Regions from separate parts of the Arachis hypogaea genome. Here region 1 is linked to region 2. Evidence: chromatin contacts called from public Hi-C data. All regions are on one chromosome and are shown on one strand. Each heading gives the region's core, a stretch centred on a gene start, on an enhancer-like site or on the middle of the called end of the contact. The rest is flanking DNA. Distances are from core to core; before and after follow the strand shown.

What was found. A called contact is a pair of places that touch in the nucleus more often than the background predicts.
Region 1: a Hi-C map of leaf shows a contact between it and region 2, with 3 times the contacts expected there. The contact joins the promoter of LOC112782984 here to the promoter of LOC112785268 in region 2. A contact is called at or near these places in 2 of 8 Hi-C or Micro-C datasets (leaf and an unstated tissue).

What each region holds. Positions count from the first base shown.
Region 1 is chr20:50,253,599-50,259,506 of arahy.Tifrunner.gnm2.J5K5, reverse strand. LOC112782984 (AP-4 complex subunit mu-like) reads right to left here and starts at 4,515. Exons shown (of 14, transcript XM_072231459.1): 1 at 4,329-4,515; 2 at 3,981-4,061; 3 at 3,632-3,873; 4 at 2,968-3,231; 5 at 2,436-2,848; 6 at 2,240-2,286; 7 at 2,082-2,128; 8 at 1,892-1,972; 9 at 1,370-1,582; 10 at 909-1,115; 11 at 679-790; 12 at 131-225; 13 at 1-35. The coding sequence starts at 1,109. The coding sequence ends at 143.
Region 2 is chr20:50,102,417-50,108,124 of arahy.Tifrunner.gnm2.J5K5, reverse strand. LOC112785268 (abscisic acid 8'-hydroxylase 4) reads left to right here and starts at 1,573. Exons shown (of 9, transcript XM_025828726.2): 1 at 1,573-2,014; 2 at 2,111-2,435; 3 at 2,718-2,867; 4 at 3,150-3,398; 5 at 3,572-3,661; 6 at 4,634-4,712; 7 at 5,106-5,212; 8 at 5,383-5,501; 9 at 5,642-5,708. The coding sequence starts at 1,782.

The DNA of each region.
Region 1 (5,908 bases), core at 3,266-5,765, 150 kb before region 2:
TAATTCATGACTGGGAATTTCCCGTCTGGTGGAACCTAGCAAAGAGAATGGCACAGTCCTTAATCAGGAACTAAAACATGATATGCTTTTGTATTTAATATATAGATGAGGTAATAAACGGTGCGGTTACCAATGACAAGGTTCAGTCAGTATCAAAACTATCAAGGTGTATAGACTCATGGAAGTTACAATCGTCTAGAATCACTGCAGTGGAACTTGCATAATCTGTTAACGATGGCAAAACTAGATCAGACAAAAATGAGAAGCCGTTGCAACAACCAGCAAGCATGTAAAAAATTGAACTTCGACAATTTCATGAAAATTTTCCAACTATCAGTTCCTCAAGTAAAACCAAGCCATATTTTTTCCTTGTAATCTGTCACCTTGATCCACACCCTATTATTAGGAACCTGATTAATTATTAGTGCAAAGAGGACGGGGTTACATACCATTCTACCAAGCCAGTGTTGGTAAACCATATCATTAATAATACTAGACAATCTAGAATCTTCTCAATATCTAAGTATACAAAAATATAATAAAGTAAGGAAAGTATGACACAAAGACATGCTACAATCTACAAGGCACTCGGTAGTCTCAATCTATGCTAGGAAACAACTATATAAATAACTTTCTAAGCATTTCAAGGGGCGTAAAGTATGCAATAGGTTGACCTACCACTTCTTCCTATACTCAGGTCATCATTGAGAGCAAGCCGAATCTCTGGGTTACCCGTAAGGTAACTCTTCATTTGAATGGTGCCGTCTATCTCACTAGTAAGTATATATCCCTGTTTCAAGCAAGAAACTCATAAAAAAGCTTAACATTTGGCAGAAGCATAAGACATCATAGCACATAAAATGAATGAACCATATCTAAGAAGAACAAGTTACTCTCAAATCACTTACGCTAGAGTTGAATGTGACACTTATTTTTCCAATTACGTCAACAAAAATCTCCTCCCTCTTTCTACCACCAGGTTCATTAGCAACAACATACTTTGTAATAACTGTGCCTGGCATTTTCTTTTCTGCTCTGTTTTCTCCAACTGCTTCCCGTATCTTCTTTTGGTACTCCCCCAATTTATCTAATTGATCTGATAGTGACATTGCACCCTAAATCACAAGCAATATCAATTATTTATCTACACGTAGTTAGGAGTGTAATGATGATGATGATGATGATGATGATGATGTTGTGTATTTTCTTGTTGATTTAAATTTTTTAGAATAAATAATTTTATAATATAAAAATTCAATTTTTATTAACTCTTAAAAGAAAAAAAATTGAAGTAATTGAAGTTTGTACCAATTTTATAATATGATTATGTTGACTACTACATGCAATGGCAAGTAATTGAAGTTTGTACCAATGAAATCTGAAGGGACTAAACCATTGCTGAACCTCCCATTAGGTTTATATCCTCCAGCAGCAAAGTCTCTACCATATGGTGGGAAATTGCATTTGGCAATAGTTTTGATGAAGTTGTTGTTACCTGTGTCCACTATGGAGTCCCCAAACACAAAGATGGCTGGGATAATTTCATTCTTCTTTCCTAGATTCTGTTATTCACAGCTTATACCTTTGACACAACATGAAATAATAACAAGAATGACTATAGCCAATTGGGGATTATGAGAAACATGATAAGGAATCGCTTCAAAGACAAACCTCATCATCTTTAATTTTGAGACTAGAACAATGATTGTGTATATATATTATTGCAAGCTATTTATAAAAAAGAAAATGCAGCAATCAGAAAGGACATGATAGAATGACCAAGCTTTAAAATTATATTAAAAGAAATAAAATTGAATTTGAGCACTAGATTTTCAAATTGAAAGATCAAAACATTGAAGGATGCACTGTTTGTTTCCAACAAGTATTTTACCTTTAAGTCACGATGTAATACATAATTTGAATCTAGATATTTCACCGCTAAGAGTAATTGTGCAAACCACTTGCAGAGTTTCTGAGAATGTCAAACACTTTCAATGTGAGCAAACCAAAATAACTTAAGGGGAAAAAAAATCCAAGATGTAGAACATTCAAATATATCTGCATTCATGAGACAAGAATACCTCCTCCGAAAAGTATACCCCCATTTGATTTTTTCATCAATGCAGCCCTGTTAAAGATTTGAAGAGAAGACAAGATACAACAAACTTACAAGTTATTGGTCATGCAGAATTTCTTAACTTATTGACCAGCAAGTTCATAGGTACGATAATTGACTCACATGTCTCCACCTTCACAGTATCCAGTAACAATGCAGACAAAGCAACCCTACAATACAAGTAAGATGAGCTTAGCATAATAGAACTATTTATTGTTTACAACACATTGCAATTATTAAGAAAATTGTTAAGAGAAATTAAGTGTTTGTATGTATGATGATAACATAGAGAAACTCAATAAGGGTCAAGAAAATTCACCTTCTCAACCCAAGCCTCTTTGCATTCCACAATGTACGGGTGCCGAATTCGAGCAATAAGAACCATTTAGAATTCCCAATACAGGCTACAATGGTCAAATCCTCAAGGCATGAAGCAAATCAACAACAAGCAAGTTCTAAGGGAAAACAAAAAAACCGCCAAAAAAATGTACTTCTTGATGTGCAGCTCTCCTGCCATCAATATTCAAACAACTACAAATAAAAGTATGACATGCCTTGTACACCTTGCTTCATTGGTGTTTCCTTGCATCACAGGCTAAAATTACTACCATGCACAACTCAAAAACTTAAAAAAGACAAACTGAGTGAAAAAGTGAATAATAGTACATACGTGCAAGTGTAGAGCTTCTCGTTAATCAACCTGAAATGACCACCTGACAAGCTTGCTTTCATCTACAACGACCAAACAACACACCATTATTCAATTAGAAAATCTCAAATTATTATTTTAGAATAACGTGATAATAAATTCAACATAAAAAGAAAAAAAAAGGCTAAGAATTGTGACTTGCTTTATCCAGAAAAGTAGAGGATATGGATGGTTCCTAGGACTTTCTGAGCTTAGCGGTATCCGCAGTAAATCGTTGCTCGTCTTTACTCTTGTTGTTTCATTTCTTTCACTCACTCTTCATCATTTTCTTATGAACTATTACCACATTTTCTTATGAACTCGATGTGCCGAGCCTTTATAAACTCGATGTGCTCAACAGGTGGAGGCTTGAGATCCATAATCAAAGCTGCACTTTTTACCCTCTGCTCTTGCATCTGAGGATTCACTGCAAGTACAAACCAAAAAGAAAAGCTATACTGTTCAGGATACATATACAACATCCTTCACCTCCAAAGAATAAGAAAATAGTTGGAATTTAGAATGAAAAAACCATTTATGGAATAGTAGCTTCAAAAGGATGATAATGCAAATGACTATTGTAGCATAAAGAAAATTTGTTCCTATGTAAAAAATAGTGAATATGAATTTCCAAATCATAATTCCCTCACGCTGGCCTTCTAATCACTTCTACTATATAGCTACGACCTCATTGCCTCTAAATATTAATATTGAACAAAGATTGGGCCAGATTTAAGCATACTTTATTAGATTAGGTTCAACAAAGAAAGCAAATTACATGATTAGAAAATATATTTGGAAACAAAGAGGTATAGAAAAGAATTCACCATTAGTAGTTCCATGAGGAAGGCTCCCACTAGAAGTTCTTGTAACCTTTTCCTTCCCCTTTTGCTTTCGGACATAGAAGAAAAGAGCAAGTATCAAAATAACAGCCACCAATATTGAACCTATAATAATGCCTATAATAGCCCCTGTGGTCAAGCCATTATTGCTATCAAAACTTTCATTATCAGATACCCGTATTTTGTTATGGGAACCAGATCCAGAGCGACGGTGACTATTGTGAGACCTGCTGGGTGGAGGAAATTACAGGATGGATACCAAGACTGTTATGAATTTCAAAGAAGTTTGAAATATCGAAGGGAAAAATGATATCGCAAAAAAAAATTAAATTACCAAAATCTGAAACCGATAACGTCATTGGGCAAAGAAAATACTCGAAACTTTGATTCTAAATCAATGAATTACGAGTTCAACCTGCAATAAGTGCATGCGATAGGAATCGGAACTAAGAAAAGCGGAATCCAATGTGGGAGAAAAATTGATAAGAGATATGGGAAAAGGATGCAATAGAACACAAATTGGGAGCACAAAAATCAGAATCGAGAGAGAATTAACTCATATCTGATTACTAGAGCGCGATTGAGTTCAATCAAAATCAGCACAACCTTGTCCGAGAAAAAGGATTTAGAGCGCGATTAAGATTGAGATGAAAACTGGAAAGAAATTTGAGTGATGAAGAACCTGGAATGATGGAGAGTGAGAGCGAGAGCGAGAGCGAAATCGAGAAGAAGAAGAAGAATGAGAAGATTGGTGTGCGGTTCTCATTTCTCATTGAGAATAAGGCACTGAGAGTGGTTTTGTGTGAGGAGAGTGGCGAGGCAGAGAGTCATGTTTTTGAGTTTCATGGTTTAGGTTCCTTTTGTTTTTTTGTTATTTTTTAAATTTTAGCTTTCTTTTAGTGGCAATAGTTGAAATGGCCACTGTAATTTATAGTATTAATGGTAAATATATATTTGCCACTAAATAATAATTTTAAAAAGAGAAATTGTGGCAATAACATTATTGCCGCTAAAAGTTTGTCGCTAAAAATTTTTTTTCTTGTAGTGTCACGTAATAATTTTATATTTCTAATTATATAATAAAATTGCATCGTTTAACTTGGGTCACACGAATAATAATCGAGTTAACCCACATAATAAAATATATAAAATTGTTAATTTTTAAAGAATAACTATTAATTTCTAAAATAAATATGAAAGAATATTAAATTTTTATTTTCGATATAAAAAATGTAATACGTAAGACTGAAAGTAAGAACTAACTCGTTTAACAATGGCAAAATAAAATAATACTGAAGATGAAAAAATATGCCGAACAACCACTTGTTATCAAGAATCCAATATCAATTGAGTAGTCTGTTCTATAGTTAGTTTCAGCTAACCAATTCTACAGTCAGTTAGATAGAATACCCCTAACAAAAAAACAATAAAAAATATAAAATATAAAAATTAATTTTTATTCAGATAACATAAACTAATTTTAGAATCTAAATTTATAATTTAATATTCAGAATTAAAAATTTATGATTTAAGGTTTATAATTTAAGATAAATAAAATAATTTTAAAAATATTAGTTAAAAAAAATAATTTCCTAAACATTACTCAAAAAAAATATCTATTGTACCAAACAAGTTGAGTCAGCAAACTCTAACTACCTAACTGACTAACCACTATTATTATTAGCGCTATAGCTAATAGCCCAAGTAAAAACTCAAGTAAAAAAACTAATAAGGTCACCATGCTGATTGCAAAAGTTTCATTGCGCATGGTTGTAATATGGAACCACATTTTAAATGTTGAATTTATGGACGTAACGAAAATAAAGATGTTTCCATGAAGAAGTGCAAAGTGAGCATTGTCTATTTGGATCCCTCTAGCAGCTAGCTAGGGGCCCAGTTTCATATGTAATAAGAGAATGTGAATGTGCATGGCTTTCATGCACTAGGCAATAGTAATGGGTTTAGTTTGGTGGGGAGCATGACGCACATATATATATTTCATTCCCACTTGGTCTACCAAGTACTTGTATATACGTAGCTATAGAAATAGTCACTACGCTGTTACCATTAACGCTATGCTTAATTGGGATTATATATAGGTGTAGTTCGAATTATGTTCTCAGAAAATTTACCGGTAAATAAATATGTACCGGTTTGATATCAATAATGTATTCAGTGGCGGAGCTTGAAACGAAATTTTGGGGGGCCAGATAGAAGATAATTGTCAAGATACTTTTGATATGGACCCCATTTAAGATAAGC
Region 2 (5,708 bases), core at 324-2,823:
AAATGGTATGTTCACTCTCTTTACTTCAATTTCTGGCCGTTTATCCTTTTAAATAAGAGTAAAGCTTCCAAATTTTGAGATTGGTTGAACATCTTTGACTTTGTTCTTCTTTCCTAAAAGTTAGAGCAGAAACACAGAGAAAAAATGAGACAGCAGCAGTGATTAGAGTTGGCTTGAATTCTTATCTAGCTATTTCTCTTTCTTCCTTTTTCTTTGACTTCAAAAATCTAAAAACATTGATCCATTCTTTAGCTTCAAGTTTTAATTGTGACTTTTGATTTTCAACAAAGATACAAAACTTTCACTTTCTTCTTCTTACCCGAATGGTACATGTATGAAAAGGACAATTTCAATAAACTAGAATGATAACACAAAAATAAAATTATTGCTACGCTGATTTTTCTTCTGATCTAACCTTTGATTTTATTTTTCTTTTAGTTTTAACTTTTGACTTTTTTTTCTCTTTTTTCTTTTCAATGTCAATACTTTATAATTTTTTTTTTTTTTTAATGCTTGAACTCTATTTTAAACATTTCTGTTTTACTTGTGAAATTTTTTTTTTTTTAATTTAGGGTTAGTCACGTAAGTTACAATTAGAAGAAAGAAGAAAGAAGAGAATATTTAGTTAGAATGTTAGATACATTTGACATAGATCAGCAATGAGGATGAGTGCAGTCTATGGTCATTTAAACTTGTTATTAAACATATTAATTTTCTGCATAATAAATACATACATCAGCAACACTTGTAAGCTTTTAACCTAAAACTATAATATTAATCATCACTAAATTAATAATAATAATAATAATAATAATAATAACAATAATAATAATAATAATACATCTTCTTATTCCATAAAAAAAATCAAAATAAAAAAAAGCTCAAAAACAATTACAAACCATTCCCATCTTAGATACTTAAAATCGAAACCTTGACCACACAGATTATATAAGGGCTCCTTCTTCACGTCACACCTCATCATTCTTTTTGTAACATTTATCCATGAGAATTGAGATCCATCAGAAATGCTTTATTTGTCCGATCCATTTGACTATTTGGCCGCAGTTATCCATACAGTAGTAGTGTATATATACTATACATAGTAGCGCTCAAACATTTTGGGTTAAACGTGAACAATTTTTATAATAACTCAAATTGTTAAACTAGAATTTGCTTCTAGCGTTCATATTAAATAGACTTATCTATTAAAATTTTTTTTAAAAAAAATAAATTTTAAATCTTCAGTGTATTTATTGAAAATAAAAATTACAATAATAATAATAATAATGATAATAATAATAATAATAAAGAATTTTAATTCATTCTCTAATTATTCTCTTAATAACTTCTTAAAATAAATCAAAATCGACTTTTTAATTATTTTTTATGTTTCCAAAAGTAATATATATTTGAATGACTTTTTTTATGAATTAGATACACAGTATTTTACTCACAATAATATGTACCTTGAAATCTCATTTTAACTAAAATCTAACTAAAAAAGATAATCATTATTAATTTGAAATTTGATTAGTATGTAGATAAAGACCCATGCCTCCCAACCGTGCGTACTTGTTGCCTCTATATATACCATCTAACTCCAACGTATCCTTCATTAACTTTGAACAAAGAGAACACAACACCGCAAGCTACCCTATTCTTCCATTTAATAATTTCCTCGTTCTCTTCACCCGCAAACTACTGCGGGAACTTGAATAATCCTTTGTTATCATCACCAATTAAAGAAGAAAAAGCTAGCTAAGGCGCTATAATAATATTGTATGGAGATTAGTGCTTCTATATCTACCTTATTATTATTACTATCATGGATGTGCTTCCTCCTCTTGTTCTTATTCTTCTTCTCAAATCTTCTAACAAAGAAACGAGACAAAGTCGAAAACGTAGCTAATAAGCCTAAGCTTCCACCTGGTTCAATGGGTTGGCCTTACGTTGGAGAGACTCTTCAGCTTTATTCGCAGGACCCTAACATCTTCTTCGCGTCCAAACAGAAAAGGTTCTTAAAACTATCAAAGAATAGGTTCTGTTAGACATAAATAAATAAGTTTATTGATATTATTACTAACCTATTTATTGTTCGTATGGTGTGCAGATATGGGGAGATTTTTAAGACACACATACTAGGTTGTCCATGCGTGATGCTGGCGAGTCCCGAGGGTGCGCGGTTTGTGTTGGTGACACACGCGCACTTGTTCAAGCCAACATACCCAAAAAGCAAAGAGAAGCTCATAGGTCCTTCTGCATTGTTCTTCCACCAAGGCCACTACCATACCCTTATAAGGAAGCTTGTCCAGAACTCCCTATCCCCCGACACCATCCGCCGACTCATCCCGGACATCGAGACCGAGGTTGTTTCCTCCTTGGAATCCTGGGTCTCCGCCGGAGACGTCGTCAACGCCTTCCAAGAAATGAAAAAGGTTCCTTTCATTACTTACTTTCTAAAAATATAATCATTCATGTACATCTTCTCTTAACAACAGTATATTTTTGATGTGATGAATGCGATAATAATAAAAATAAAATTAAGGTATCCATTAATATTGTCTCTTTTGATGATTTAATTTTATTGCATTGCGTTAGATTTGGATTTGGATTTTGTTATTATTTGTTGATTCGTTCCTCATAAATATATGGGTCCTCCATTATTATTGTAAGGTCATGATCTATATTATTGATTTTTCTAACTCACTTGTTGACAGTTCTCTTTCAACATTGGGATCCTCTCAGTGTTTGGTAACTTGGAAGGAAATTATAGAGATCAGCTTAAAGAGAACTACAGCATAGTTGAGAAAGGCTACAATTCTTTCCAAACAATGATTCGTGGAACTTCATACTCCAAAGCACTCTTGGTAAGCTTTTTCTACATTATTTTCTTTTAAAGAAAAATAATCAAAAGTCTTATTACAATTGAAACCTACTCATCTTTTTCTTTTAACATTTTTAATTTGACAGTATACAACCTGTATTTTCCATGTTTATGTAATATGGTTGGGTTTTTAAGAAAAAAAAAGCAGTTAACACTTACAGTAGAACTTATTACAATTGAAAAATTAAAAAGAAATAAAAACAAGTAAAATGTTCCATTCTTCACGTATTTAATGTTTTCTCTTTTTTGTTTAAATATGTTAAAGGCTAGGAAGAGGATCAGGGAGATAATAAGTGAAATAATTAGCAAGAGGAAGGAGCAAAGATTGATGGAGAAGGATCTATTGGGTCACATGTTGAACTACAGAGATGAAAAGGGGAAAACATTAACGGATGAACAAATAGCAGATAACGTTATTGGGGTTCTGTTTGCGGCTCAGGACACAACAGCAAGTGTTCTAACATGGATTCTCAAATATCTTCATGATGACCAGAAACTTCTTGAAGCAATCAAAGTAAGTTATTAGTTCATCAAGTTTAATTTTTCATGTTTTGCTTTTTGTCCCCATGGAAAGATTTTCCAAATCTATGTAGGCCATAATAAATTAAACCGTTGAAATTATTTATTTATTTATTTATTGATGAGTCAACAGTATAATATAATGGGATTACACTGTATGAATTGTAGGCAGAGCAGATGGCGGTATATGAAGCAACTGAACAAGGGAAGATGCCATTGACATGGGGTCAAACCAGAAATATGCCATTTACTCATAGGGTACGTCATAAATACTTTTTGCTTTTACTAACCTATACGTACTATTTCTTCTGTTTCAAATTAATTTTCTCTTCTTATTTTGAAAAAGTATAAGTAGATAATAAAAATATTAAACAACGTGAATAATAGATATATCTAATATTCATTTTATTAGGTATGCGGATGGTTATTCTAATATTAAAATTTAAGTAGGTGATTTGAAAGTATAGTGTGTTTTGATTTGATTGATAATTGTTTATGTTGTTCAAAAAAATTATTAGTTACCTAACATTTCTCTTTTATTTTTGCTTTTTATAAATTAAATATTATTAATTAATTTTATTTATCAAATAAAAAAAGAAAATAATATAATTTTTTTTTTATTTTTTCTTTTAGTTATTTATATTTTTAATAAAAATTAATAATTATCTTAATATTTATGCAAAATTAAAAAACAGTTAATGTGAAATGAAAGGGATATATTTATTATTTACTAATTTAAATATTTTTAATTTGTGATTAATTTATGTAAAAATGTTTAGGAAACACTTGTAGATATAATTTGTTAATGTGGTTGTTTAAAAAAGTCTTTATTGCAATATTTCTCTTAAGATTTATTATTTCCAAATAAACTCGTACGTCTATTAAAGTTGTTCTATTAATTAATATAACAAGAGGAATGCTAGGAGCAGCAATTTTGATATTTTGTAACCATCAATTGGTTATTAATAGTGTTTTTAATGGTATAAGATTATATCTAATGATAAAAAATTATTCACTTTTGTTTTGATGATTAAGTACTGGTCAGAAAACACAAAAGTTGCTGAGCTTTAGACTTTTTCATATAACAAAATATTACATAAACATACAATTTTTTTAAGCATGCATTCCTTAATGTGCCAAAAAAACTAAAAAGTTCTAAGTTCTGGTTTAATTGGAAAAACAACTTCTTGAATGGATCTCATGTCTATGGATGTTGACGCATTATTGCAGGTGATATTGGAAAGCCTAAGGATGGCAAGCATCATATCTTTTACATTTAGGGAGGCTGTGGTTGATGTAGAATATAAAGGTAAAAATACTATACTATTAAAATTAGAGAAAATGATAAATAAGTTCTTAATCTTTTATCCCGCAGATATTTTTGTCTTTGACCATTAAAAAATATTTTTAAGTCTTTGACTTTCACAAAATTTGGACGGATTAATTCTTGACGGAGGCATTTGGACGGATCAGTCCCTAACAGAGGCATTTGGGCGGAGGGACTGATCCGTCAAAGTTTTGTGAATGTCAGGGACTTAAAAGTATTTTTCAATGATCAAGGACAAAAATATCCGCAGAACAAAAGGTTAGGAACTTATTTATCCTTTTCTCTTAAAATTATGTTATGTGTATACTAAAATCAGCTGCCTATTCCTACGTGATTTATAAATTCTTGTTTTTTTCCCATGATGTGTATGATTAGGATATCTCATACCAAAAGGTTGGAAGGTAATGCCACTATTCAGGAACATCCATCATAATCCAGAATTCCACCCTGCTCCTCACAATTTTGACCCCTCAAGATTTGAGGTATGTTTTATTAATAATGCTTTTTGAAAATAATTTATTCCCCTAATAATAATAATAATAATAATAATAATAATAATAATAATAATAATAATAATAATAAAATATCAATTTACTATATCATTTTTAATTGAAATTTTCTAAAACACGTATGGTTCCTGTTTGAATCTTAGATGGCTCCAAAACCCAACACTTTCATGCCATTTGGCAACGGAGTTCACTCTTGTCCAGGAAATGAGCTTGCAAAGTTGAACATGCTGATTTTAATTCACCATTTGGTCACCAAATTTAGGTAAACATTGTTTAATTTCTTCAATTCTCTCTGCCTCCTTTTTTATTTTCTGGTGCCAAATTTTGACACGACATTTTTTAATGTTTTATTTACATATATATGCACTATAATGCTCATTATTCAATAATTTCTGCTGGCAGGTGGGAAGTTGTTGAAAATCAGAATGGAGTTCAATATAGCCCATTCCCTGTCCCTCTTCATGGTCTA